2 separate regions of the Danio rerio genome follow, and region 1 is linked to region 2. The links are chromatin contacts, called in public Hi-C maps. All regions are on one chromosome and are shown on one strand. Each heading gives the region's core, a stretch centred on a gene start, on an enhancer-like site or on the middle of the called end of the contact. The rest is flanking DNA. Distances are from core to core; before and after follow the strand shown. Region 1 holds the start of si:dkey-32e6.6. Region 2 holds the start of rpl10 (ribosomal protein L10).

Region 1 (7,654 bases), core at 3,000-5,499, 390 kb before region 2:
AAGCCTGAGGGATAAGTTTGTTAAAACAAAAAAGAGGCCCCCAAAAAACATCTTCAATGATAATGATTTTCTTTTTATTCGTCTGATTTTACTTAGTTTTTTTTGGACCGCCCCCTGTCATTTAAAAAAATATCTCAATGGCGAATGCGTCAAGTATAAAAGCCTCATCTGTTCTGTGAGGTGTGCGATGCGAAGCCAGGCGAAAGTATAAATCAGCGTTAAGATGGTTTTTTTTCTTTTTTTCTGTAGTTCAATGGTGCATTTAACCTGTCTTTAGTACTGTTCAATTTAAATACATTTATTTCACCCCTAATTTTGTGCTTTTACATTTTCTCTCGCGTGTCTTTGATATTGCAATGTAGGTCTTAAATTTAATGCTTAATGGTCATAAAAAGGTCTTAAAGTCTTAAATTTGACATCATGTTATCTGCAGAGACCCTGATATAGATAAAACCATAAAAGATCTTACTTAAATAAGCAAGTGTATAATTCTGACGTAAATTGAAGAGTTTAGATGTGAAAGCCTCTTTGTCATCTGAGATTTTCTTCTAAAATGAGCATCTTTCTCAGGCTTGTGTGTACGTTCAGTAATTTCACTTGTTTAAGAGGAATGCTGAACATACTCCTAGGAGGCTGAGATAAATGCTAATTTTAAAATAAAATATCATATGGTACTTAAGGGCTTTTGCATCTGAACCCTTCAGTTGTTAATAAAAAGTGGTAGATGAAACTGGGGAATGTGGTGAAGAAATATCCAAGTATGAGAATGTAAATTTTTCTTCCCCTAAGAAGTTTAAAATCTAAGTGATCAAGTTCATTTTTCTAGATGTACTAGACCACCATTTTTTTCATGCTGCTATAGTGTATAAAAACGTATATACAATTGTGATGTGTTCTTTCAATTTGCCAGGTGTGAACATTCGGGTTATTGACCCATTCACCATTAAGCCCCTGGATGCCTCCACTATTGTGGCGAGTGCTCGTGCCACAGGAGGAAGAGTGATCACTGTGGAGGACCATTACAAAGAGGGTGAGCTGCTCTTTCCATCCAAATAATAGCATTATTAGCGGAAAAGAAAATAGTTTTCTTAGTATTTTGTTACATTTTGTCCAAACAGAGGTCTTTAATGTTGGTTCTTCTGCTCTCATTGTAGGTGGTCTGGGCGAGGCTGTTCTGTCTGCTGTGGGTGAAGAGCCTGGCATTGTGGTGCACCGGCTGGCCGTGAGCCGTGTGCCCAGAAGTGGGAAACCACAGGAGCTGCTGGACATGTTTGGCATCAGTGCCAAATGTATTGTTGCTGCCGTCAAGCGTACTTTCGCCAACTGAAACTGTTTGAACCACCCTGAGCTACACCCTTCCTCTTTCTCCACTCCTAACCCAGACCCCATAGACAAGCTCACCACACAATCCATATCATTCCAGCAGCTTACGGCTTGAGGATACAGCTAACTTCTCAACTCTTAATGCGTGCATTGTAGTTTACAGTGTCCTTCACAGCTCTGAAATGCTTCCATTTTGTGTCATCATTGGTTTTGCCTTGACCGCTTTAAATGCTACATTTAAAAGTGTTTTTAAAAGATTTGGAGGTTTATCAGAGTGCATTAATGGATTAGATCAGAATGAAAGTATTGTTAACGGACCGTTTCAAAAGTCATTTCATCTTTCCAATTGCTTTTGGCTGTGCTTCCTGTAATTACATGCTAGTTTGAACAAATACATTTGACGATGGCTGTGATGATGCTTTCAGGGAGTAAAAAATAAATACAAAATATATATCTATTTTTTTTTACTGCTGTGTTAACCACTGGACAACCCAGGTTTGGAAAGTTGAACTTGAATGGTTTGGTTTTGGTGACTTGATGAAACGTCACGTTACTGAGATGCCCTCACTGTTGTTGTTTTTTCACCTGTAGTTTTCACTCAATTTGGTAATGTTAATAAATTCAACTGCCCATCTAATCTGCCTATTTGCTTTATAAGTGTAGGTAGTGTGTGTGTGTGTGTGTGTGTGTGTGTGTATATGAATGTATATCTTGAAGAGCCTTTTGGTTAATGAAGACAATGAGGTAGCTAAATGAATGTAGTTGGATACACTACAAATTTTGTACTGGTAATTATAAAGCATGTTTGTCTCTGGAGAGCAACTGTGTACTGCAAGGTGTTTTCTTCTTTTCTTTTTTTTTCTTTTTTTTACTGAAAGTGTAAAGAACTTCCATTTAGGACACAATACTAGGAAAGTCCCAGACAAATGTTTCATAGCAAAGCCCAGCAAAAAATTTTGTGTTTAATAGGCGTCTAATGAACATCTAAGAGTAGACAGCTTGGCTAAAACAAGGCTAAACTTACGCTGTCAGCAGAAATCTAATAGACATATAAGAATAGCCCGATGAACCGATTAGACTTTATATGTGTAATCATTAATTTTTGTTTATTTGACGTCTATTAGATTTTCCGTGACAGCCCAAATTTAGCTTGGTTTTAGCCAAGACGACTATATTTAAACATCTATGAGACCTCTTTTAAAAACAAAAAATGTTTGCTGGGTGCATTCAAGTTTGTGTTCAGGCATGGGGGAGTGTAATTTGGTGTTAGAAGTTTTAGAATGTTTTCAAGGGATTGTATTTTTCAGTGTATAGGAGTTAAGACCAGCACATTTTTATAACGTGAGTGAACGCTAAAAACAGGTGTACATTATCTTCAAAAAAAAAAAAAAAAAACAATTGTGTACAGAAAAGGTTTTTACTTGAGCACAAATAACACGAATAATTAGGGCAGCAGTATGACAAGACTGATTCACTTCAACAACCTTTCAGAACTAAATGAAATGCAGATCATTTTCCGTGCTTTCTAATTAGGTGTCCGTGTGGTGACGTCAGAGAGGCAGGCAGCATTGGTTCAGGGAATGAAATGGCTTCACTTGGCGGGTTTTTACTCGACACCCTTCATAAAGTCCAAGAACTCTGTTGGGATGTAAGGTAAATGCTAATCAGTTGTCGAAATGTATATTTTGAATAAATATCCATAATAAAGTGGTTGTTATATGAGTTTACCGTCGTAGTCGATCTTGCCGTCGTTGTTTTTGTCTCCGTCCTTCATGAGTTCCTCGATGTCATCCTCAGTGATGGCCTCACCTGTGGACTCCAGCATGTTCTTCAGCTCATCCAAGTCAATGTAACCATCTCCATTTCTTAACAGGACAATAAAACGTGGTTTTGCAATAGATTGTAAAATGAGGCCAACTTTAACATGCTTTGATAAAAATACATACTTATCAAACATGCGGAAGACTTCAGCCAGTTCTTCTTCTGATTTTCCTTTGCTCTCCTCTTTCATACAGCGCACCATCATGACCAAGAACTCATCAAAGTCTACTGTCCCACTCCCTACATCCCACAGAGACCACCAGTGAACAATCAAATCCCAATTTATACACTTTCGGAAATAAAAATACAAAAGCTGTCACATACATGTTAGCAGGGGCGTAGCAACCAGGGGGGATGGGGGGATATGTCCCCCTTACTTTTAGAGACAGGCCATTTAACAGGTGATTAATAATTACATGAACATAAACTTTAAGATCTCAAGACACCCCCCCCCCCCCCCCCACACACACACAGACACATACTTTTAAAATGTCTGCTATGCCCTGCATGTTAGTACGTAATGATCTAGATATCTTTAAGATACATATTAATAGTTTTTACCTTTTCACAAGGTTTTGCCCCAGTGACAGGTTTTGTAACATTACCTTTATTACTATGAATGTACCATAAACTTGAGGAGAATAAATTATACCTTAAATGAATGACATACCATCTTCATCTACTTCGTCTACCATTTCCTGAAGCTCTTCTTGAGTGGGGTTTTGGCCCAGCATCCTCATCACCTTCCCCAACTCCTTAGTGCTGATGCAGCCGTCCTCAGCGTCCTGCACGAAGATGTCGAACGCAGCACGGAACTCTGCCAGGTACAGTCACAAGCACAAATGACACATCACAGACATTTATAAGTTGGAAAGAGAATAGTCATGTAAAATCACACAAAATCCAGCGATATGACAGATTTCAACGAGGAACTTACCATTCTTCTGCTCCTCTGTCAAGTTCTCCACCTGTTAGGTTCAAGAGAGAGCTCAAAATTGGCTCCAGTTGACTCAGAACTAAAAATACAATTTGTTGTAAGACTATATAGCTTGTCGTTCATCATAGACCGACCAAGGTATGTGCTTTACAGAAATGACAGCTGTCACTTGCGTAACGGTCTTCAGACACCAGACACCCTCATTGTTAAATGCTTCAACCTCAGTGTCTGTGACCCTTCAATATTTCATCAGCTTCAACCTATAATTTTCACTAGTTTTGTTGATCAATTATTGAGCAAATCCATTTTGACAGTGTTTCCTGTGCCATTAGGCTCTGTGCCTTTAAAAAGGCTCCAGAGTAGCTCTCTCAAATGTCCCGTTTATTGATTTAACCTTGAGAGCTAACCTGCAGACAGTGCACTCATTGATCTGTCCGGTTGATTATTAGTTATAATGCAGAAATCTGCCATTTGTAGAGGAAGGAAATGGTCAAGGACAGGTAAGCTGTTAAACTATCATTTATAAATTTAAAATTTCGCTGACATTTGCATGCAAAACTATTTATGGGACTTATTACGGGGTCACTTTCCGTACAGACAGCCTGAAGGGGAGTTAAATGCTCATACATTTGAAGACAAAATTTGTAATTCTACTGTGAAATTTGAATTCGTTTTCAAATATTTCCCAAGTGATGTTTTAGTTAATTAGTGAAGTCACTGGACAACAGCGAATAAGATAAAATAATCTCTTAAGGGGCGAATAATATTGACCTTAGCAGTTGAACTTTTTTTTTTTACTAGAAGAAAAAGACTTTCTCCAGATGATAATAAGATATAATAGGAAATACTGTGAAGAAAATTCTTCCTCTGTTAAACATCACATGGGAAATATAAAAATAATAAGAAAAATTTTGTCTTCAACTAACTTTAATTACTGTGCCCATAACTTACCGCTGCTTTATATACATCATCCATGGCTGTCCCGGGTTTAGATTTTCCTTTTTTGAAATGGTCAGTAAACTCCTCACAGGTAATCCAGCGCTCCTCTCTTCACGGCAGACACAGGACAAAGAGTCCCAGGGCCACCTGCCTTGGCCTTTATGGCTGGAATGGATGGCTTAGAAAAGACAATGGCTTTTGTCACTCCCCTTTCCTATCAGAGAGAGAGCGAGGGATGAGTGAAAAAGGAAAGGGAGCAGGGCAGAAAGGGGTTAGGGATGGTATGGGCTATAAATAGAGGAGGAATTTCAGAGACAACAGGCAGGAGAACTCGAGTTATGACAATAAGTCCTTGGCACTGGTCTTTCTGGCCGCCTAAGCAACAATCCCATATCAGGTTCTAAACTTATCCACCGGTCACCTGCATTTGCCAATCATTTGCTGAGCAGCATCACAGCTCCATTCCTGTGCCAGGCACTGGTCATATACGTATGAACATGACTGTAACCTAAGAGACTAGTAGCACTGGTCCAATCAATCAGTGCTTGGTTGAAGGTAATTAACTTAATATTGCCCTTCCAGTAGGTTTCTTTGACCAAATCATATAGAAAATGTGTGATTTTTAATAATCTATAGTTACAGCAATTGTTTGAATGGATAAATGCTGTGAAGTGAAATAAATAAGCTGTGCCTGGATAGGTGCTATATTGAATTTAAATTTACTTTATGAACTTGTATATACAGTAGTGTGAATATGAGCATTATGAGTGGTACTATATCCACCATGTTCTCATTATCACATGACCTTGTCAGTTGCGTCGCTTCACTCCCATTTATAAATTGTTTTGGATTGCCTTATGGGATAGTAATGTGTACGTTGGATGCATGCTTCAGAATCTTGCTGGAAGCAGTGGGTACTTCTTGCATATTGAGCAAGTTCTATCAGCGTTTCTGCAGTTTACTGACTATTATATTGTTACAGACATGAATTTCATTCTTCTGCTGTAAGATGATACTATGAGAAATGTGATTAACCTTTGACTTGTGTAGTAATTTTATTCCATTCCAATATGTTTTATTTTGTGTTAAAAAGGAGCAAGGAAAGGAAGCATTGGGACAAAAAAGCATCTGCTAAATGACTAAATGTTGAAATTATATTTTTGAAAGAACATTAATTCAACCTTTTATAAACAGAGGTCTTTAAAGGGTCTTAAATCAGTGCAGAGAAAATGTAATAATAGAAATGGCATAAAATGTCACATGCTTGTCACATTCATCCCTATTTAAAAATAGATAACATGTAAAATAATTAAATTCAGATTTGTTTTCTGAGATATTTAACAGCCTTAAGTAAAATGCTTAAATATGTAGAATGAAAACTTATTTCCATGTACATTTCTGTTCCTATTCGCAGATTTTATTTTAAAGTTTGTGAAGTTTTTAATTAACTCTGATGTTTGTGTCTTCATGAAAAGTTAAAACCTCTTTTGTAATAAACGTTTTAGTGCAGTTATATTAGAGTTAAAAAGTATCATATGTTTTTGGCCTAAGTAACCAAGATAAACACATCTCTGAGTAAAAGATCATGGGAAGCATCTAATCTTTTGACATCCAATTACCCAAATTCTACCTTAATTTCTATAATTAAGTCCAGAGGTGGAACCTTACTTACTCACATCTTTTGCCATAGCTGCCTGATGGCATATTTTCTTATTTTGTGAACTTATTTTTTGTCCTGGCTACAAAAGACATGACAGTTTTTGCTTTTTTGCATTTTAAATGTATAGTCATTTAGAATATTTTAGTTCCCTTTCTTACTTTTTCCCAATATATATCTGATTCATGCCATGGAAAAATATTCAAACTGCATATATGACTGCATATATACTGCATAAAAAAGCCCATATTTGAATTTTACATATAAAGATGTTAGATGCAAAAACCTCTGAATGCCATCTAAAAATTTCCATCAAAAATGAAAATTTTTCTAAGTCTTCGTTGTTTGTTAAGATTATTCACTTTAAAGACCAGGAAAAGGACGTATTCTTTGCCATAAAAGTGATATCACTGGACATACACACAGGACCCTGATAAAAATGCTCATTTTAGAGGTAAATTTCAGACGGCATTTAGAGGTTTTTGCAACTCTTTATAAATATTTCAAAATGTTCACTTACATATTTCTTTTTTAACCGTTGGAATTACAATATGTACATATATGTTCAAATATATTGTACATGTGCTTATCTATGGTCAAATTTGTAATTCCAATGGTTGAAAAAAAAAAAAATATATATATATATATATCCAGTTGAAGTCAGAATTATTAGCCCCTCTTTGATTTTGATTTTCTTTTTAAAATATTTCCTAAAGGATGTTTAACAGAGCAAGGGAATTTTCACAGTATGTCTGATAATATTTTTTCTTCTGGAGAAAGTCTTATTTGTTTTATTTCAGCTTAAATAAAAAAGTTACATAAAAAAAAAAAATTTAGAACATATTTATTAGCCCATTTAAGCTATATTTAAAAAAAAAAAAAAATTTAACGGGCAAATAATTAAGGGGGCTAATAATTCTGACTTCCACTGTACATATTCATTCATTCATTTTCTTTCCGTCCTAATCCCTTTATTA
Region 2 (7,226 bases), core at 4,603-7,102:
AAAGTGATAAAGTGCATGACAGATGACTGATACATACCCCTATACATTTCACAAGTGCTGTGGACGCCTCTGCAGCTGAAATTCAGATATGCTAATACAGTAGGTGTTTGGCAGTAGTCCAATCACAGGCCATCTGACCAATCAGAGGAGAGTAGACTCTGAAAAGGTGGGATTTAGAGAGACTAGAATCATAAATGAACCGTTTTGGACACTGTGAGGAAAAACAAACTGATTATGCAATGTATATTTTGAAAAATGTAAGTGTTTACTTTTACATGGGATGCATGTAAACTTATTGCAGAAACGTCCAAAACTAAAGTATGAATGCTAAAATAACCTATTGAAGGCTAATTAATATTTCATGTTTACTTTTAATTATTTGACAGACACTTGTTCGAAAGCAAATTCTACATGAGGACAATAATAGTTATTTTGTAGTTTTTTTAATGTACAGTGTTAAAGGATAGTGTTAACAGAGAATAATTAAGATAATGCTGATATTATAGATTGTTTTAATAAAAACATAAAATAAATAAAGTGTTAGTATTAGAGGGCCAGAGCAATGTTTCTTTTAGTAATGTAAATAAATCGAACGTTGATAAAGAAATCAACAATTTTTGTTTTTCTAAAGCAGGCTTTCTTAAACTCGATCCTGGAGGTCCGGTGTCCTGCAGATCTTAGCTCCAACTTGCCTCAACATACCTAAGGATGCTTCTATAAAGCCTATAAGAGCTTGATTAGCTAGCTGAGGTAAATCTGGTTGGGGTTGGAGCTAAAATCTGCAGGACGCCGGACCTCCAGGACAGAGATTGGGAACCGCTGTTCTAAAGTATTACAGAGTAAGTGTTGACAGAAAAATATCCATCTTTAGCATAGGCTTAAATTAATATTTTTTGATTTAATGATTCCTTCATTTTCTTTCAGCTTAATCCCTTATTTATCAGGGGTGGCCACAGCTAAACGAATCACCAACTATTCCGGGATATGTTTTACACAGCAGATGCCCTTCCAGCTTCAACTCAGTACTGAGAAACACCCCTACACTTATTCACACACACACACACACACACTCATAGACTATGGCCAATTTTGTTTACCCAATTCACTTAGCGCATGGTTTTACACTGTGGGAGAAATCGGAGCACCCAGAGGAAACTCACACCAACACAGGGAGAACATGCAAACTCCACAAAGAAATGCCAACTGGCCCAGCCAGTCAGAACCAGCGACGCCCTTGCTGTAAGGCGACTGTGCTAACCACTAAGCCATTGTGCCAATAATATAAATTTAAATATTTTAATTGTATTCAAAGAATAATAACATAAAATAAAATGTATAATAGTTTTTTTATTTACCAGAAAATATAATAAATATTTATTGATTATAAAATAGTTACTATTGTATAAATACATATAGAATAAAATACATTTAAAATATCATCAAAAAAAAAAAAACACAGATTATATGTGATTCCCCCTTTTTGTCATTGGACAGATCATTACATTAACCCCACATTCCCTGCAGGAATTGGGCTATGACTTTTCCACAGAGCTAAATGGAAAATTATCCAACAGATCATCAGATGATTAATAATGCCTTCAAACTAACACAAACAATGGTATTTTAAGAGTCCTGCAGGGGGAAAAAATGATGTGGTTTGTTTTGATGCCACATTTTAGCTGGTCAAGCTGACCAATCGGCTAGCATAGCTACATCTAACATGAAACTATCATACACAGGACCAGCAAGAACAGTAAAATAAGACCAGAAAACCACAGGCTGGTTATTCTGTTGTTTTAAGCTGATTACTCATGTAATGAGTAATGTCCAACTCAGCCCTTTTTCATACAATTTTGTTCTCCCTTTTAATTCCTCTTTAGCCTCAAGATCCACACCCTTTTCACCTTCATTTTCGACCTCTTCTCTCAAAGTTTTGTGCGTTTAAATTTATACAAGCATGCACACATGCACAATTGCATAAAACTGTGCACATGCAAGCTGAGCAGAAGCTCAGTGCTCAATGGCATGTGAGAACTCATTCTCAGAGCAAAAGCGGCTGATGTGCATTACATGCTGAAGTCTTTGGGTGTGGTAACTGAAGCCCCACACCTACTTTGTGGTTTGCTGAAAGGAAACAAGACCCTTTATAAAGTGTGAGATCATTTATGACCATCATTATGAACCCACTTACTATATATATATATATAAAGTTGAAGTCAGAATTATTAGTCCCCCTAAATTATTAGCCAACCTGTTCTGTTTAACGGAGAAAATATGTTCTTCACACATTTCTAAACATAACCGTTTTAATAACTTATTTCGAATAACTGATTTATTTTATCTTTGCCATGATGACAGTAAATAATATTTGACTAGATATTTTTCAAGACACTTCTATACAGCTTAAAGTGACATTTAAAGGCTTTACTAGGTTAATTAGGTTAACTAGGCAAGTTAGTGTAGGTGTAAGTCATTGTATAATGATGGTTTGTTCGTAGACTATATAAAAAAATATAGCTTAAAGAACTTATAATTTTGACCTTAAAATGGGTTATTAAAAATGAAAAAACTGCTCTTACTCTAGCCAAAATACAACAAATTAGTCTTTCTCCAGAAGAAAAAATATTATCAGACATACTTTGAAAATGTCCTTTCTCTGTTAAACATTATTTGGGAAATATTTAAAAACAAAATCAAAAGGGGGGCTAATCATTTAGACATCTATGTAAAGCAAAAAAAAAACATTATCTTGCAAGAACTGCAGTGGTTGTCTAAGTGACTACGAGGAATGGCACAAAATGTTAATAAATAAATGGAAAATAAATGGGAAAAGTGTTACTGATACATTTTGTTTAATTAAGGCTTAAAATAATATAAATATAATATTAAAAGAATAAAATATATGAAAACAAAATTAAAATGATAATATTGATGTGTGAGTGTTTTTTTGTTTATTTCAAATAATAAAACATTAATATAAGAAATAGTGTTTAAACTCTGGAACAGGATAAGGCAGATCTGACTTGGCCTGACCTGTGCACAGCCCCATCTAAGGTAAGAATGCGTGCCTGAAGAACACAGAGCAACAGACAAGACCAATAATCCAGAATGTTTACAGAGCTTTGGCCTCAGCATTGAACAGAGTGGATGTTTCCCTGGATGGTAGATCAATTTAGTCAAGACGACACATCACCCTTACATGATGACCACTTGTAGGAGGCGAATATTTGTGATGCCACGTCACTTTTACATTTAATATGAGCAAACATTCGTGATTTCCCGGGTTCCAATGACCACCCGAGCATTTGGTCCTCATTATCCACAGTTCAGAGATATGAGGTCATTCTTCTTTAAAAAAAAATTAAGAGTGTGCAGGAGGGATTTCATTACCACATCCGAGAGCTGGAGAAGGACAAAGCAACAGCGCTCCCTCGAGACCGTGTGGAACCAAGACGGTACATCTGAAGGTCTTTGTCGCCATCAAGTGTTTTTAGTGAATGCGACGCTTTACTAAACTGCGACGAGAACAATCCTTAGTTTTGATAACGTTCAAACACTAAACGACGTTCTCACTGAAAACGATGCTCAGCTCAAGCCAGCATTAATTTATTTCTGTCTGAATAAATGCAACATAAACATGTCTAATTTTCAACGAGGATTCAGCCACGCCACGTTAATGTTCACTTCACCGCTAAACTTGGAACTAAAACGTACAGATACACGACAAGTCGTTAGAGCGTTATATTTATAATCCTCACTTTTGCGGTATGCACTTAACCAACTTGTCTATTTATACCCGAGTACAAATTTTTCGTTGTGATGTCATTGCTGTGTCATTAATTTAAATGTGCAGTTAATAAGTAACTGACGAACCATCTCAGAAAAATATATATATATATTTATTTGGAATATGTTAAAGATTTTTTAATATATATTTTATACATTTTTATTTAATTAGTAAAAATAGGCTAAAATTTAAATTGTAAAATAATGCACACATTTTCGCGTGATTAAGCCTATTCAGATTATACCTTTAATTCTATTTAGAACGCACTATAAGGACGTAAGTTAGATCAGGTTCTTTATAGAATTCTTTGCTGCTTTGTGTTTTGCAGTTTTTCTCTTGATTAGAGACGCTTTATCTGAATTTGCGTTTAATTTTTAGTCATTCTGATTTGTACTTCGGACATCTCTGCAAAAAAAAAAAAAAATAAAAAACTAAAAATGAGAGTTTTAGCACTGTGTAACTATGCAATATTCACACATAATTTTCCAAGCGTCACAGAGATACCTGAATACCTGCCCACTGCCCACTGCTCCAGGTGTGTGTTTTGCCTGTGTGTGTGTGTGTGTGTGTGTGTGTGTGTGTGTGTGTGTGTGTGTGTGTGTGTGTGTGTGTGTGTGTGTGTGTGTGTGTGTTTGTGTGTGTGTGTGTGTGTGTGTGGGTGTGTGTGTGTTTGTGTTTATAGTTACTAATAATACAGAAGACGGTCACCAAAGACACTGAGGGTTGGTGAGGGCCACCAAAGACACTGAGGGTCGGTAAGGGTCCTCAAAGACACAGAGGGTTGGTGAGGGCCACCAAAGACACTGAGGGTCGGTAAGGGTCCTCAAAGACACAGAGGGTTGGTGAGGGTCACCAAAGACACTGAGGGTTGGTGAGGGTCACCAAAGACACTGAAGGTTGATGAGGGTGACCAAAGACACAGAGGGTTGGTGAGGGTCACCAAAGACACTGAAGGTGGGTGAGGGTCACCAAAGACACTAAGGGTTGGTGAGGGTCACCGGTCACCAGAGCACAATTGGGTTGGTGAGTTTCATCAAAGACACAGAGGGTTGGTGAGGGTCACCAAATACACAGAGGGTTGGTGAGGGTCACCAAAGACATAAAGGGATGGTGAGGGTCACTAGAATACCTAACAATGAGTGCTGCTGAGGATTACTGCAATGTGCTGGACATGATACAGTGGCAGATTTTGTTATGAAGACAAAGACTGCAGATGCTGATTCTGACTGAAATAAAGCTTGTCATCTTCAGGCATCTTTAGTCTCTCTCTTCTTTTTGTCTGCATTCTGCTTAGTCTTTAGTTTGTAGCTCAAAAGCTTGAAGTTCAAAGTTAACATATTTAATGCAATTACAACAAGTTAAATTTGCATTACAACAGTTAACATAAAAATTAAACTGACATGTCACTTAACCAAAACTGGCCATAGTGCATGAGTGTGAGTATGAATGGAGAGCGTATGGGTGTTTCCAAGTATTGGGTTGCGGCTGGAAGGGCATCCGCTGCATAAAACATATGCCGGAATAGTTGACGGTTTATTCCGCTGTGGCAACCCCTGATAACCACCTGACTGCCTGAGGAAAATGAATGAATGAACGATGGTCTATTTTGTAGTGCAAGAGGACAAATTCACTAATAAAACAAGCCCGATTCCAGGATATAAGGGTGCTTGACAATTAAGGTTTTAATTATCATATTGCCATATGATCCTTTTGTTAAAAATGTTTATATAAAAATCTCCATCATTTTAAACAATGGACTGGAACTGGTAAAAAATAAAGCATCATTCCTGGAAGGACCCCATCGCGCTGATGGACTACAAATACCAGCAGACATATGAGCGACCGCACTACAAATCTCGCTTTGGCTAAAGCACAGAAAATGACAATCTTAAATGAATCTACAGCACGCTTATGATTGTTTTAGGAAATACATTGATAAATGATTGTTAATTTCGCAAACTAGACTACAAAATCGGTTTTAAACGATATAAATACAACGCGAATATGTAACCGGAAGTAGTTTCCCTCGTTGCATTATGACGCAGCGGAAAGGCAGTTTTCTTCCTTTCCTCCATTAGGTGAGTGCGTGGTAAGAGCGCGGTGCTTTGCTCTCTTCCTTTTTGTCGAAAAAACACATTATTTTTCCAATGATATACACGCGTTGTCCTTATTAAATCAATTGTTATTGTGTACGTTACAGATCGCAACCATGGGCCGCCGTCCAGCCCGTTGGTAAGTTGTGAATTTGGTGTTTTAAAAAGTAGCCGCAATGAAAATGGCAGGCCCCGCTAACCATGTGCAGCCCGCCGGCCACATACAAGGAGTAGTGACAGGACACTCACGAGCTCTGCTTTCTGATACTAACAAGTGTTTATATAAAACAACTTTAAATTTAATTTAAATGCATGATAGGTTATTTGTTGGAAGAAGTGGTTTTGGTGTCAGGCTAACAAATTAGCCTCCCAACAGTCACTTTAATGTTATTTGACATTTTTGCTGTTTGCAGCGTAATAGTTAAATAAGATCTTATGGTAACTTTATAAACTGTCGTATATTCCTATATATAAGAGTTTTAGTCTTGTTAATGGTCTACTGTCTTTTCCAGTTACAGATACTGTAAGAACAAGCCTTACCCCAAGTCCCGTTTCTGTCGAGGTGTTCCTGGTAAGCCATGTATTTTTTTGGGGGGGGATGTAATGCTAATTGTCTTGTTGCATAAAACAAGAATGTTATTTTGTCCATTTACTTAAAGTATATTTGTCAGCTCATGACTTAAATGTAACATTAGGGATAGTTTACTCAGAAATAAAAAATTGCCATTTGCTTATCAAGTTGTTACAAACCTTTGAGTTTTTACTATCAAACAAGATATTTTGAAAGCTGTAAATTAGTAATTGTTGACTTTAACAGTATTAATTTTTTTCTAAGGATGTCAATGTCTTCAGCTTTTTTGTGTCAAACGTAATAATTTTAATAAAATCAGCATAAATGGCAAAAATCTAGCTGTAAAGATACGTTTTTGATCAAGTTTTACCATTTTCTGTTCCAGGGACATTGGTTAACATGTTTACATGATCATTCTAACCTAGTTTAAGTATGTAAAGTTGGTCTAGAATGTGTCTGTAAAAACGCTGTGGGAATGCAAAATGTGCGCATTAGTGTTATCTCTGTATAAATCAATCAGTTTAAGGTATGTTCTGTCTCTTTACCAAACTCAGATCCCAAAATCAGGATCTTCGACTTGGGCAGGAAGAAGGCTAAGGTGGATGAGTTTCCCCTGTGTGCTCACATGGTGTCTGATGAGTATGAGCAGCTGTCCAGTGAAGGTGAGAGATGCTGCGCTTACTGAATTTTACAATTTGACATTACATTTCAAGCACTGTAGTTCTGGGTCATATTTAAAATATTATACAAAAAAATAAAAACTGCTCCTAACTTG

The links. Hi-C and Micro-C count contacts between places; a contact is called where the count stands out from the background.
Region 1: a Hi-C map of an unstated tissue shows a contact between it and region 2, with 3 times the contacts expected there. The contact joins the promoter of si:dkey-32e6.6 here to the promoter of rpl10 in region 2. A contact is called at or near these places in 2 of 18 Hi-C or Micro-C datasets (caudal fin and an unstated tissue).

The regions. Positions count from the first base shown.
Region 1 is chr23:23,011,697-23,019,350 of GRCz12tu, reverse strand. It overlaps si:dkey-32e6.6, which reads left to right and starts at 4,249. Exons shown (of 11, transcript XM_073938808.1): 1 at 4,249-4,581. tnnc1b (troponin C type 1b (slow)) reads right to left here and starts at 5,149. Exons shown (of 6, transcript NM_001002085.1): 1 at 5,033-5,149; 2 at 4,082-4,112; 3 at 3,815-3,961; 4 at 3,270-3,384; 5 at 3,052-3,188; 6 at 2,730-2,961. The coding sequence starts at 5,056. The coding sequence ends at 2,930. tktb (transketolase b) reads left to right here. Exons shown (of 14, transcript NM_198070.3): 13 at 911-1,030; 14 at 1,155-1,960. The coding sequence ends at 1,327.
Region 2 is chr23:22,618,734-22,625,959 of GRCz12tu, reverse strand. It overlaps rpl10 (ribosomal protein L10), which reads left to right and starts at 5,852. Exons shown (of 7, transcript NM_200027.1): 1 at 5,852-5,865; 2 at 5,988-6,019; 3 at 6,393-6,451; 4 at 7,006-7,113. The coding sequence starts at 5,997.